Linked DNA regions of Lactuca sativa: region 2 is linked to region 1. The links are chromatin contacts, called in public Hi-C maps. All regions are on one chromosome and are shown on one strand. The core of a region is the stretch at or near the end of the contact, and the rest is flanking DNA. Distances in the headings are between cores, read along the strand shown.

What was found. Hi-C and Micro-C count contacts between places; a contact is called where the count stands out from the background.
Region 2: a Hi-C map of leaf shows a contact between it and region 1, with 7 times the contacts expected there. The contact joins the promoter of LOC111911931 here to the promoter of LOC111911935 in region 1. A contact is called at or near these places in 3 of 4 Hi-C or Micro-C datasets (bud and leaf).

What each region holds. Positions count from the first base shown.
Region 1 is chr1:50,591,422-50,597,244 of Lsat_Salinas_v11, forward strand. It overlaps LOC111911935 (probable protein phosphatase 2C 42), which reads right to left and starts at 1,865. Exons shown (of 4, transcript XM_023907699.3): 1 at 958-1,865; 2 at 1-340. The coding sequence starts at 1,282.
Region 2 is chr1:50,860,966-50,866,765 of Lsat_Salinas_v11, forward strand. LOC111911931 reads left to right here and starts at 1,505. Exons shown (of 4, transcript XM_023907696.3): 1 at 1,505-1,724; 2 at 1,822-1,877; 3 at 2,459-2,525; 4 at 2,673-2,878. The coding sequence starts at 1,596. The coding sequence ends at 2,765. It overlaps LOC111911932 (probable pectinesterase 67), which reads left to right. Exons shown (of 5, transcript XM_023907697.3): 4 at 4-251; 5 at 915-1,268. The coding sequence ends at 1,074. It overlaps LOC111911930 (probable serine/threonine-protein kinase SIS8), which reads right to left. Exons shown (of 11, transcript XM_052770285.1): 8 at 5,746-5,800; 9 at 5,572-5,653; 10 at 5,282-5,376; 11 at 4,962-5,153. The coding sequence ends at 5,027.

The DNA.
Region 1 (5,823 bases), core at 615-3,114:
TGTTTCAAAGCAACAATCTGTGGATCATGTGGGTGTAAATTCTTTAACTCGTGTCTAACTTCCTCAAGATTTGCATTATGCTCTGATGACAACTGAATAGCTGCCATTCCTCCAGTGTTACCAACTTTTTTACCAAGAACAACACGTGAATCTCCAAGATTGGCTATAAAAAGAGTCTGCTGATATATAACTCCAACTAAGCAACATGATCCAACGGTTGCAATGCTAGGACGCGTGTTAAATAACTCGGACACTACACCAGTGAATCCATTCTCAGTTGCAAGAAACGCGTTCTTTATGGTATCTGGAGTCACCACACCATAATCCTCGGTAGATCTTGCTGCAAAATTTAATGAGAATCTCCTATTGGTAAACGTTTATAACACCCTTCAATAATTACAAAATAAAAGAATCTTGAAGGCAGATTTAGGGGATTGTTTCTTTATCTTTCCTATTAAGTCCTGTATATGCGTAATGAATGATATTGGATGTTGTATACATATGGTATGTTTCTTTTCTAGATTGGATATTCCAAAAAAGAAATCACAATATTCAGAAAATTTAACATTTGAGGAATTGAGAGGAAAAAGAAGTAGGAGAAATAGGTAAAGGGTTAGTGACTTTATACATTAAGACACTACGTTTGGCTATGACCCATCAAGTCATTCTACCGATTAAGTCAAAAAGAATTCCCCAAATTAAGTGCTTAACCCGATTAAGCAAATTAAGTCAAAAAGAAACCCTCGGCAATGAGATCAATATTTTGTAATGATTATCAATGGGAGATAGCAAAAATTTGGATATCAGATTATCAATTTTGCATAAACATTCCTTGAATCACAAGCTGTAATCATGAAATATCAATGTCAAATTGTCAATTGTGATCCATCTATGTGTTGTAGAATAATTATATGCTAGATTCGAAGCAAATAGTGATGAGATGAAAGAGAAGTAAACCTTGAAAATTCCTGAACAAGTTGTCACAAACGTATCGGGCGACATCAGGTCCGCCATGACCATCATAGACGCCAACAAATGTACCGAAAGGACCAGACTCGATCTGACTTTGGTCTTCAAGCACCTGGTTCGCCTGAACGACGGCCATGGAGTAATCTCCGCCACCGTATTTTCCGATATCTCGATACCATAACAATCCATCTTTTTCAAAGTCATCGCCATCGCCATTATAATTACCATTGACACCGGAAGCAGCGCCTGTTTCGCCACTGTTAGTGAATGGCTTCCAACACACCGAAAGGAGATTCATGAATCCTTCTGACATCCCACATTTCTCGCACGGAATCCCCTATATATCAAACCCCCAAATAATTTATTTTCAACATAATTAATGAAGTGGCATCATGATAAGTTTTCACCGATAAAGAGTCTTGAATTTCTTAAATTCAAATCCTTTACTCCAAATCTTGACAAGTGACGTATGTTAGAAACACCCAAATAGAAAAACTTCAACAAGAATCGTACAACTGGCGAAAAACAACAACACCCAAATTAAAACAAGGGCGGCTATCTGTTTATTTTTGCAATTATACCAAATCTACGAATTAGAGATTCTTGATTTTGATTGTTGTTCAAATCTGGGGAAAATGAGAGAAACGGAAAGCCGGGCGACTTTGGTTTTGGTTCTGGTTCCTTGAGGAAAACTTGTGTGAATCTTGATTGAATTGAAATCGAAATGGATTTTATGGAGGAGAAGGTGGAACCCTAATGGGAGGAGGGGGGTGTTGGGTGGTGGAGGAACAAGAATGTGTTGAATCGATTCAATTCCGTTGGAGAGAAGTTGGCGTAGGGAAGCTTTTTGTTGGGTGTTACTTTCAATGTTTCTCCTTCTTTCTGATTTCCTGTTTACGCGTTTTTTTACACACGACCATTAATTCTCTTCTTCGCACGTGGAAGGAATCATGGGGACCTTCAAGTCGTTTCTTCAAATTCAAGGGGGGTTCTATGTGTAAAAATACATCAAGCTTGGTTGACACTCCTATTAATGTTATGGATGGTTTTACTTAGAAAAGTCAAATTATCTTATAAATTTTTTTAACAAGAAATAACATATTATGTTGTAAAATTAAGGGAGAGTTTGGATAGAAAAAAAAAAAAAGGTGTTTATTCATTATTGCTTATTTCCACCGTAATAAGTTAAATTTAAGTATTTTGATAAAATCTTTAAAAATCACTTAAGAAGCTAAATAAACTAATTTTAATAACTATTTACCCCTTTGTTTATTATTTATTTCCATCACAAATAAGCTAATAAGCAATAAACTAATAAACTAATCCAAACATTCCCTAAATAACCGGGATTTTACTATTTAAAAAGCTAAATGTAGAATTTTATTTAAAATTTTCTTAAAATAATAAAACTTTTCTATATAAAACTCTACTATATATATATATATATATATATATATATATATATATATATATATATATATATATATACACACACACACTAATAAAAGAGTAGCTCTTTTGTCATGTGTCATCATATTAGACATTTTAATTAATGTGTTGCCACTTGTCAATCTATTAGTTTTCCATTTTAAATTTATTAGACCTCCTCATTAATGTGATTCTATTTTAAATTTTAAATTTTAAATTTTAAATTATTGTTTTCATTAATTCACAAATAAAAAATATCTAATATATATTAAAAATTAATTTTATATATTTATTTGAATCAATGATTATAATTTCACATAACTAATAAAAAATATCTCGTTTGCTAATATAAGTAAGGATCTCATATTTGAAGAATGAGAAATAGCAAGTGTTAGTTTAGTAACCGATTCAAATTTATTTTATATTTTTTTATTAAGGAATTACTCTTCCAAAAATAAATTGCCTGTTAATTCGAAATAACCTAAAGAATCGTAATGAACACATATCAAAGCATTTCCTTTTAAGAGCATTAAAGTTTGTAATTATATCGGTCATGAAGATTCAAATATCCAGAATGAACATAAAAAAAAAAAAAAAAAAAAAAAAAAAAAAAAAACCTTAATTCTAACGTGTAACGAATTAAATTATATAAAAATATATATATCATTTATGATTAATTTGAATATTGATAAATTTACTTCAAAATTACTTATGGTTGTCATACTTCAATAATAGATCAATACACTTAAAAATTTCAACAAAGGTAATTGCAACATAAAAATATTTCTTTGTATCTTCATAGATAGATATCATTAGTTTGAAAAATGGTTATGGAAATAAAAGCAAATTTAGGGCAATAATCATACCCTAGGACACTCTTTACAGGTATATAACATACTAAAATCCAATTCACCTATGGATAGCTAAAAAGATCGTAAAAAAATAATAATCAACATATATTTGGCTGCAATACATACATAGTAGGGAAACATAACAAGTAAAATAATAACAAATATGAATCACATTCGGATGCAAACTCACTCTTTGTGGAAGAATCTCACACAAGAGCAGCGGTCACGTAAGGATTGGACGCTTCAGGCGCAGTAATGACGTTATCTCAGGAAATAGTGCTTGGACCTTGTGATTTGTAACATCCAAATTTAAAGGTACATTTGATTTAAATTAAAGTTTAGCTTTTGGGGGATGTCATGGCGTGGGAAAGGGTCGTGTTGATGGGTTTTAGGTAAAACAGATAAACTAGAAAAAACAATTCCTAAGTTCACATGCAACCTACTTTGGATCTATGTTTTAACTATTGAACATATAACTTTGAATTGCAAAACAAGAACCCTAAAGGAGAGAGGCTATTTTCGAAAATAGCAAACTAGGGTTTAGGAGTTACATACCTTTCAATTGTTATAGCAAACAATTAACAATCCTCTTGATCTTGATCTTGATCTTCTTGGAAGCTTAGCACCACAAATGTAATGCCTCTAATGGAATCACACCCAATAACTAGCAAGAAGGAAACTAGAAGGAGAGAGAGGGAGGGAGTATGCAATTCTTGGCCTAGGGTTTCTTCAAAAGAAGGAGTGCCCAAAATATGAACCAGGAGGCTCCTTATATAGCTGAGGGATCTAGGGTTTAGGGAAAAACCCTAATGCTCCTTGCTTAGGGCCTAAGCAAACCCAAGGGCCTTATCCAAGCCCCCATGGACGAAGTTATTAGGGTTTCCCCTATAGATTTCGTCCACCCCCTTCCAAGGAGGTTCTGGAGCCTTCCACTCAACTATTAGATAATTGCAAACTAGTCCCTACACTTTATAATTAATACTTTTAACCCCAAAATTAATTCTGATTAATTTCTGGCTAACTATTAATTAAACATAATGATTCCTACTCAATATATTAATCTTTTAACATATTAATAAATCATTTATATTAATTTATTAATCTTATAATAAATTAATATCTCTCCTTTCATAATTTCCTTGTCCGGTTGCTAGGTTTGAGGGCAACACAAAAGGATTGTGCTGCTATCAATTCAAGTACATACCAATTATAGTTATGGGCTTAGACACCTAATCCAACAGTCTCCCACTTGGATAAGTCTGTAACTATAATTGCTAGTATGACTTCTAAATTTGACCAGCAAATTGTAGCTTCCAAAAGCTGCTGCCGAACTCTGACCCAGTCAGTTACATGTCCTAAGATAAGTGATCACATGTCCCTTCGTTCTACTAGATATCCCTAGACATAAGACATGGAATACAATCAATCTCTTTGTCCAGAATCTATGTTTCCCAATTTCTGATTTGTGATGATATAGGACTTCTAATCGAACACATCAATTTAGTCCTGGCTGGGCCCAGTATAAAAGTCAACACCAAATCATCGAGGGGCCCACAGATATTGCTTTTCCCGTTAGGGCAAAAGGAACGAATAAACATTGACTCATATGCTTGTATCTTTTACTCATCAAACCATACATGACAATATGTTTTATAACACCAAGTTACTGATGCGTTTTCGTATCACTAATGTATAGCCGACTTGCAAATTACAACTCATATATCTTTGTTTCAAGATCATAGATATTATCGTCTCAGTATTACTCGTGATGAAATCCATGAAGTAATACTCTGAGCGTGGGTTTATCCAATACTCAAATCTCACTCTCTGAGTACTCATGAACATTGCAGCAATTCTATTGCTATGTCTATCCTTAGACAATCTGCAATCCAATTCATGACAGTCTTAACTCGCTACTTACTTCCAAAAGTACGAGCGACTGTGGAGTTTGAACAATCATATTATTCGGGAAGTAAAACATGCAAAATATGAAACACAATAATAAACAATTGACAAAAGGTAGTAAACTCATAAAGAATACCTTATTATTTAATCACCAAAAGTCAATTACATTTACTTTGTAACAAGTTTATGAACTAGACTAATCTAACCACTAAAACTAATATCATCTTTCAGCCCTATGCTTCGAGCATCTTGAATATGCTTAGCCCTACTTAGACCCTTTTTGAGGGGGTCTGTTGGGTTATCTTCAGATGATACCCTCTTTACAACAAGATGGCCTTCTTCTCTATGCCTGATGAAATGGTACTTTCTGTCGATATGTCTGGTTTTACCATGGTCTCTAGGTTCCTTAGTTAAGGCAACCGCTCCCTCATTATTGCAGAACAGTTCCATAGGCTCCTGAGATCCCCGATGAAGTTCCTCAACCAAGCTGCTTCTTTAGACGCTTCACTCGCTGCTATGTACTCTTACTCACAAGTAGAATCAGCCACCGTATCTTACTTGGAACTTTTCCAAGTAACTGCTCCTCCATTCAGGAGAAATACCCAGCCAGATTGAGAACGGAAGTTATCTCTATCCGTTTGAAAGTTGGCATCAATGTAACCGTCTACTC
Region 2 (5,800 bases), core at 255-2,754, 270 kb after region 1:
CAGGAATGTGAGATTTTTGTGATTAATGATAGACGCATGGAGATTCAAGGGTCAGTGACGGCCCATACGCGATCAGGTCTAGATGAAAATACTGGATTTGTTTTTGTTGGTGGGAGAGTTTTTGGCACTGGACATGCTTTCTTAGGTAGACCTAGAGGTACCCATTCTCGAGTAGTTTTTGCAAAGACTTACTTGTCTAAGACTATAAGACCCGAAGGCTGGAGTGATTGGAACCATCACGGTAGTACCGAGTAAGCTTCCCTCTATCTTTCCCCTCTCCCCTTTTACTTTTTATACAACTCAGTATTTTCAGTGATCTTAATTTTCAGTGATAATACCAGAAAACTAAATAATTTTGATTGAATAAAAATATAAAATGAAATGACTAAAATGGTCATATAAAATAAACGTATGTTGGTCTCATAGAATTTGAAGGTATGATTTTAATTATATTCTATACATTATCTTTTATAAGTAATGAACTTTTATTTATTACAATAAAAAATTATTAAATCTCAACTATTAAAAACAACATGCTTATTTATTCTACAAAATAAAATTGCATATATAAAATAATAAAAGTTTTAAAAAATTGATGTAAGTAAAAACGAATTATAGTATTTATTTATTTATTTAAAAAATACTATAATGAGAATGAAAGTTGAAAAAAATAAAAGGCACACATTCTTTTTGGAATGATCAATTTCATTTCACACAAAAGTGTTTTTCCATTTCCTCGGAATGAGTTATTTCATTATTTTCTATAATTTCATTGTAATAAATACAACTTGAAAAAAAAAAAAAAAAAACTACCATGTTGAATAAATCACAATTCATTCATTTAATGATTTTATATATTAATCAGGTTTTACCTATTAGTTTATTTCTTAATTTTCTCATTTGTATTTTTACAGAAATCTATGTCATTGTGAATACAAATGTCATGGACCCGGAGCTGGTACAAGTGAGCGGGTTCAATGGTTGAAGAAACTGAGTGATGAAGAAGCTGCACCATTCCTTTCTATAAAATTTATCGATGGTAGGAAGTGGTTGTTTGCAGGATATTCTGCATAAGCTTTCAAGGTTGCTGCATCCATATGTATTAAAAACTTGTGCAATGAAGTTTTAGGTTGTTTGTACTATAATTATTAGGTTATGTGTGTTTTGAGTTTCTTCCTTCTAAACGACATGGCATAAAGGAATGAAACAATTGTAATTATTTTGTAAATAATGGCTTATAGGTTATCATTAACCAATATTCTTGAGCTTGTGATTTTTGCAATTTAAATAATCAGAATAACAAAGAATGAGATGAATGATCAACCAATCATATCAGTAGTTGATTTATGGTTTAAAATATTTAAAGAATTTTAGTTTTATTTTACATGTCATGACATAACCCGAATATTTTAAGTTTTTAACCCTAAAATCTAAATAACAACAAAAAATAAGAATGGGTTTGGGCCCATTATTAAAATGGGTTTCAAAAGGGTTTGTTCATGGCATTATGCAAAAGAACCCGAAAACTAGAAACTTTTAGGGCAAACGATTTCGCCATTTGCAGAGCTTTGTGATTCGAAGGAGTGAAGACAATTATGGAGGCAGGAGACGAAGGGATTGAGAGAGTAGAGGACTCCAAGGACTTACAGCAACAGAGCAAAGCACTCGACAAACTTACCGACCATGTCGAAGATCGTCAGCTCGATTCGACTCGTGTTCAAGAGGTTTGTGTGTAAATTTTACAAATTGTCTGGTTTTATAATGGATTGATCGTATGAATCGGTTATTTAGGTTTTATTGTTTAAAATTTGTGTTGAATAGGCTATGGCTTCGATCGCTGCATCAAAGGAAGCTGATTTGAATGCTATGAGATTGAGGTTTGCTATCCGTGTCCCAAAAATTATTTCTGCATGTTACTTTTTATGCAAATTTTATCAATCAACACACTGATGAAAGTTTATTTATCACTGAACTATCCATGTTCAATTACCATATATTTACTTCTATCAATCATGTGATGATGTAAATGTTTACGTTTTCATTTTTTTTCTGAAGTGTTACAATGAGGAAAACTTATCTTACAGATATAAGATGTTTTTGCATCTATCTTTCTGAATTTAACTGATTACATAGTTATGAGGGCTACTAACCAAATCTGGTGTATCATTAACAACATTTTGAAGCATCAAGAACCTTATAAATGTCATGTGTCAAAAGTGATTGTTTTAATTTTCATCAAACAGAGGGACTACTCATATTGGTAATCCTGACTGCGAAACAAAAAAGTTTATTTTCATACAGTAATCCTTCATGACATTGTTAATGGGTATTATGATCCTTCTATAGATCATTATCAATTTATCATCTCCAGCTTAATAATCACACCACTAAACTTTATTTATGTTTCTTATATATATATGCTTAATATCAATTTATTTTATTTTATGATTTCTTCAAGGGAGAAAGAGTTGGCTGCTGTTAAGATCAATGCTGCTGAAGTTGACATCATTGCAAGTGAACTAGAGGTATAACTGTCCCATTGTTCTCTGAAGTGAGAGATTTTGGAAGAAAAAAAAAAGAATCAATTGAAAGTTTAGTGTTTGTTTTCTGGGATTTTTGTGATGATTTATTTGCTAAAAAAAGTATATTTTACTCATGACATGTTATTGCAGTTGGATAAAAAGGTGGCTGAAAGAACATTAAGGGAACACAAGGGTGATGCAGTTGCTGCAATAAGACACTTGCTTCATGTGGGTAATCTTTAAATTCAACATCTATCTTGTTATTTCCAAAATCTTGTTAAACATCATTTAGTTTATGTTACATTGTGTCACAACTTTTATGTTATGCAATTGAATCCAAATTTTCCTAATTAAAATGTTGTGAAATTGAAATGGATGTTTTGTGTTCAAGACAAAAGAATAGAAAACTTTAAAATGATGCTGATATATTAGGATGTGACCTCATGGGAGAAATGAGATTAATCACAATAGAGTATTTTACTTTTATTTATGCAGTGTTAGTGTATGGACAATTTTTTTTACAATCTTCCATTTTAGTATAACAACTCTTAACTACAAAATTTTGCTTGCAACAAATTTGAAACTTATCGTTATAATCACCAGAATAACAACCAGATCCATATTTAGCCTCTTTGATCCCGATTGTGCTACCTTTATACAAACAAAAAATCATTGTTTTATACACATGTATGTTATGTGTGTGTGTGTGTGTGTGTGTGTGTGTGTGTGTATATATATATATATATATATATATATATATATATATATATATATATATATATATATATATATATATATATATATATATATATATATATATATATGCACCTTTTGATTATTTAACATGAAAAGCTATTGAATGATTTACCTTTGACCATACATGTCACAAGAAGAAGAATAAGAAAGGTGAGCATATGAAAGTTGTTCATGTCAAATGCTTTCGACCTAGAAATACATGATTAGAAAATCTTAAATATATTTTTAAGAAATTAGTTTGAAAACAGAAAACAAAACTAATAGTTTCATGAGTTTTGTATGAATATATTTTAAATAATACATGTGGGTTGCATGAATCGGGAACGTGTTTTAAAGAGTTAGTTTTTGTAGGATTAAGTGTTTGGAATTTTATTGTTGATTTGGGATTATTTTGATATAATTATTGTCAATCTCTTGAAGTTCAATGTGTTTATGCACGTGAGATATAAGCTTGGATTATTGTTACGCATTGTGCAATTATACCAAGTATATAACTAGGTTTTTATGTATGTTAATGGTTGTGAAGAAATCTAGGTGCTAGACTTTTGTTATGGTATATTGATATAATTGAAGAATTTGATTTATTTATTGAATATGAGCATGGAAATGGTTAGAAATTGTAATTGTATGATGGGATCTACTATATGTTGGAAAACTGTTTAATACGGAATACAATGCTATGATTGGTAATTTTCAAAAATAAATAATGTATAAAATGACGTCTGACAATGAAAATGCTATTTTTGTTGGGGGCGAATTTCTTTGTTTGAACATGAACATTTCTTTATTTTCGTTTTGCATGTTCAAGCCGATTTACCAATAATGTTTTGGTAATTGGTAAGTTAAAAAAATCCTATTTTCTTTTTTTAGAAAACCCTTTGTATTTGACAAAAAAATTTGGTTTTGGCTCATAGTTTTGTTAATTGGGTCGACTAATTTGGCGTATATGAGCTTAAGCCTATTTAGAAGTTTGACCTTGAAGTGAAAGATTAATGAAGTTGGGTTTATATTGCTGTTAATCAAATATTATTAGCGACCATTTATGCATTGAGTTCAGGTGTGAAAATTATTTAAGCCTAGGGTTTTTCCCAACATTTTCTTCATTCAATTTCTGAAAAGGGAAAAGAGAGGATAGCTTCATTTCTATGGGTTTCTTTTTAGCAATTGGAAGTGGATTCATATCGACATAATCATCATCTTTCTCCATACTATCATCATCATCCTCCTCCTCCGTACTGACATAATCAATATCATCATTGTAGGGCTCTTTAGTGACTTAAAAGTAAAGTCAAGGAGTATTAACTGAAAATTTAAGGAAGTTGAAAGTGTTTTTTGAGTAGGAAACAATTGAGTCCAATTATTTTTGTTTTCTTGAATTACCTTTGTTTTGAAGATGTGAATTGAAAACACGATCCCTCTACGAAGAACTTGTGTTGAGGTGGAATTTCAAAATACACACATTAGGTGTTTGACAAATGTTCTCAGAGTGATCAAGGTGGTGCTCTTAATTTTTAAGAACAACATGTTGATTGCCCATTTAAGTTGTACGCTTTCAAAGTATTACTCCCATGCCAGTTTCTTTGTTTACTCTGTTCTTGTACGCTTTCACAAATCATGAATAATAAAGCCATCTTTTGTCATCATTCTCGTTGATTTTCATTCCACATTCATAGATTAGCTAAGTTTCAACACAAGAAAGTGAAATCCTTGAAGTTCAAAACTAAAAAGAACAAGATGATGCATCTGTTTTACATAATTTTCAATTCCTTACTGCTCTTTGAGTCCTCATGAAGTGGTGGCATGACCTTGAACCGCATGTCCAAGTGGTGTAGCTCTTCTAGTATCTCTTTGAATGTTGGCCTCGACTGTGGTTTACTAAGAAGGAAAAAAAGAAAACAAGAAACTTGTTGGGTTTTTTTTTTTTCCAAACAAATTATATGAAAAACTTAAAAGGATTTGTTATTAAACGATGAAGGTATTCTAATTGATTATGAAGAATGAACCTCCACAAACATCTTTGAATAAGAGAAGCCCACTGTGGATCCACATCTTTTGGAATATCTAACCCTTGATTCATGACTCCTACAGCTTCCATCACCTGCATATATATACACACACACACTCTTATTAGTATACGAATCCCCTTTCTTTGCCCAATCTTCCTAAATCATTATCATCTTTGACATGATTTGCAAACAAACCCTCTCAATTTAGTTCAAACTTAAATGTATTCATCAATTTATATGATGTGATCATGGGTTCTCCATTTACATGATGTTAGAAAGAAGAAAACCTGCATTGAGTTGAGATCACCCCAAGGGATCTTCTCTGTGGTAATTTCCCATAGTACCACACCATAGCTATATATATCCGACCTACACAAAGCCAAGAAACATTTTAAAAAATATATAAAAACTAAACATAGATTTATAGATCAATCGTTAGGGATGCAAACAAGTAGATTTACCTTTCATCTGCTTGCTCATTTCGAAGAACTTCGGGTGCCATCCACTGAGGCTGAG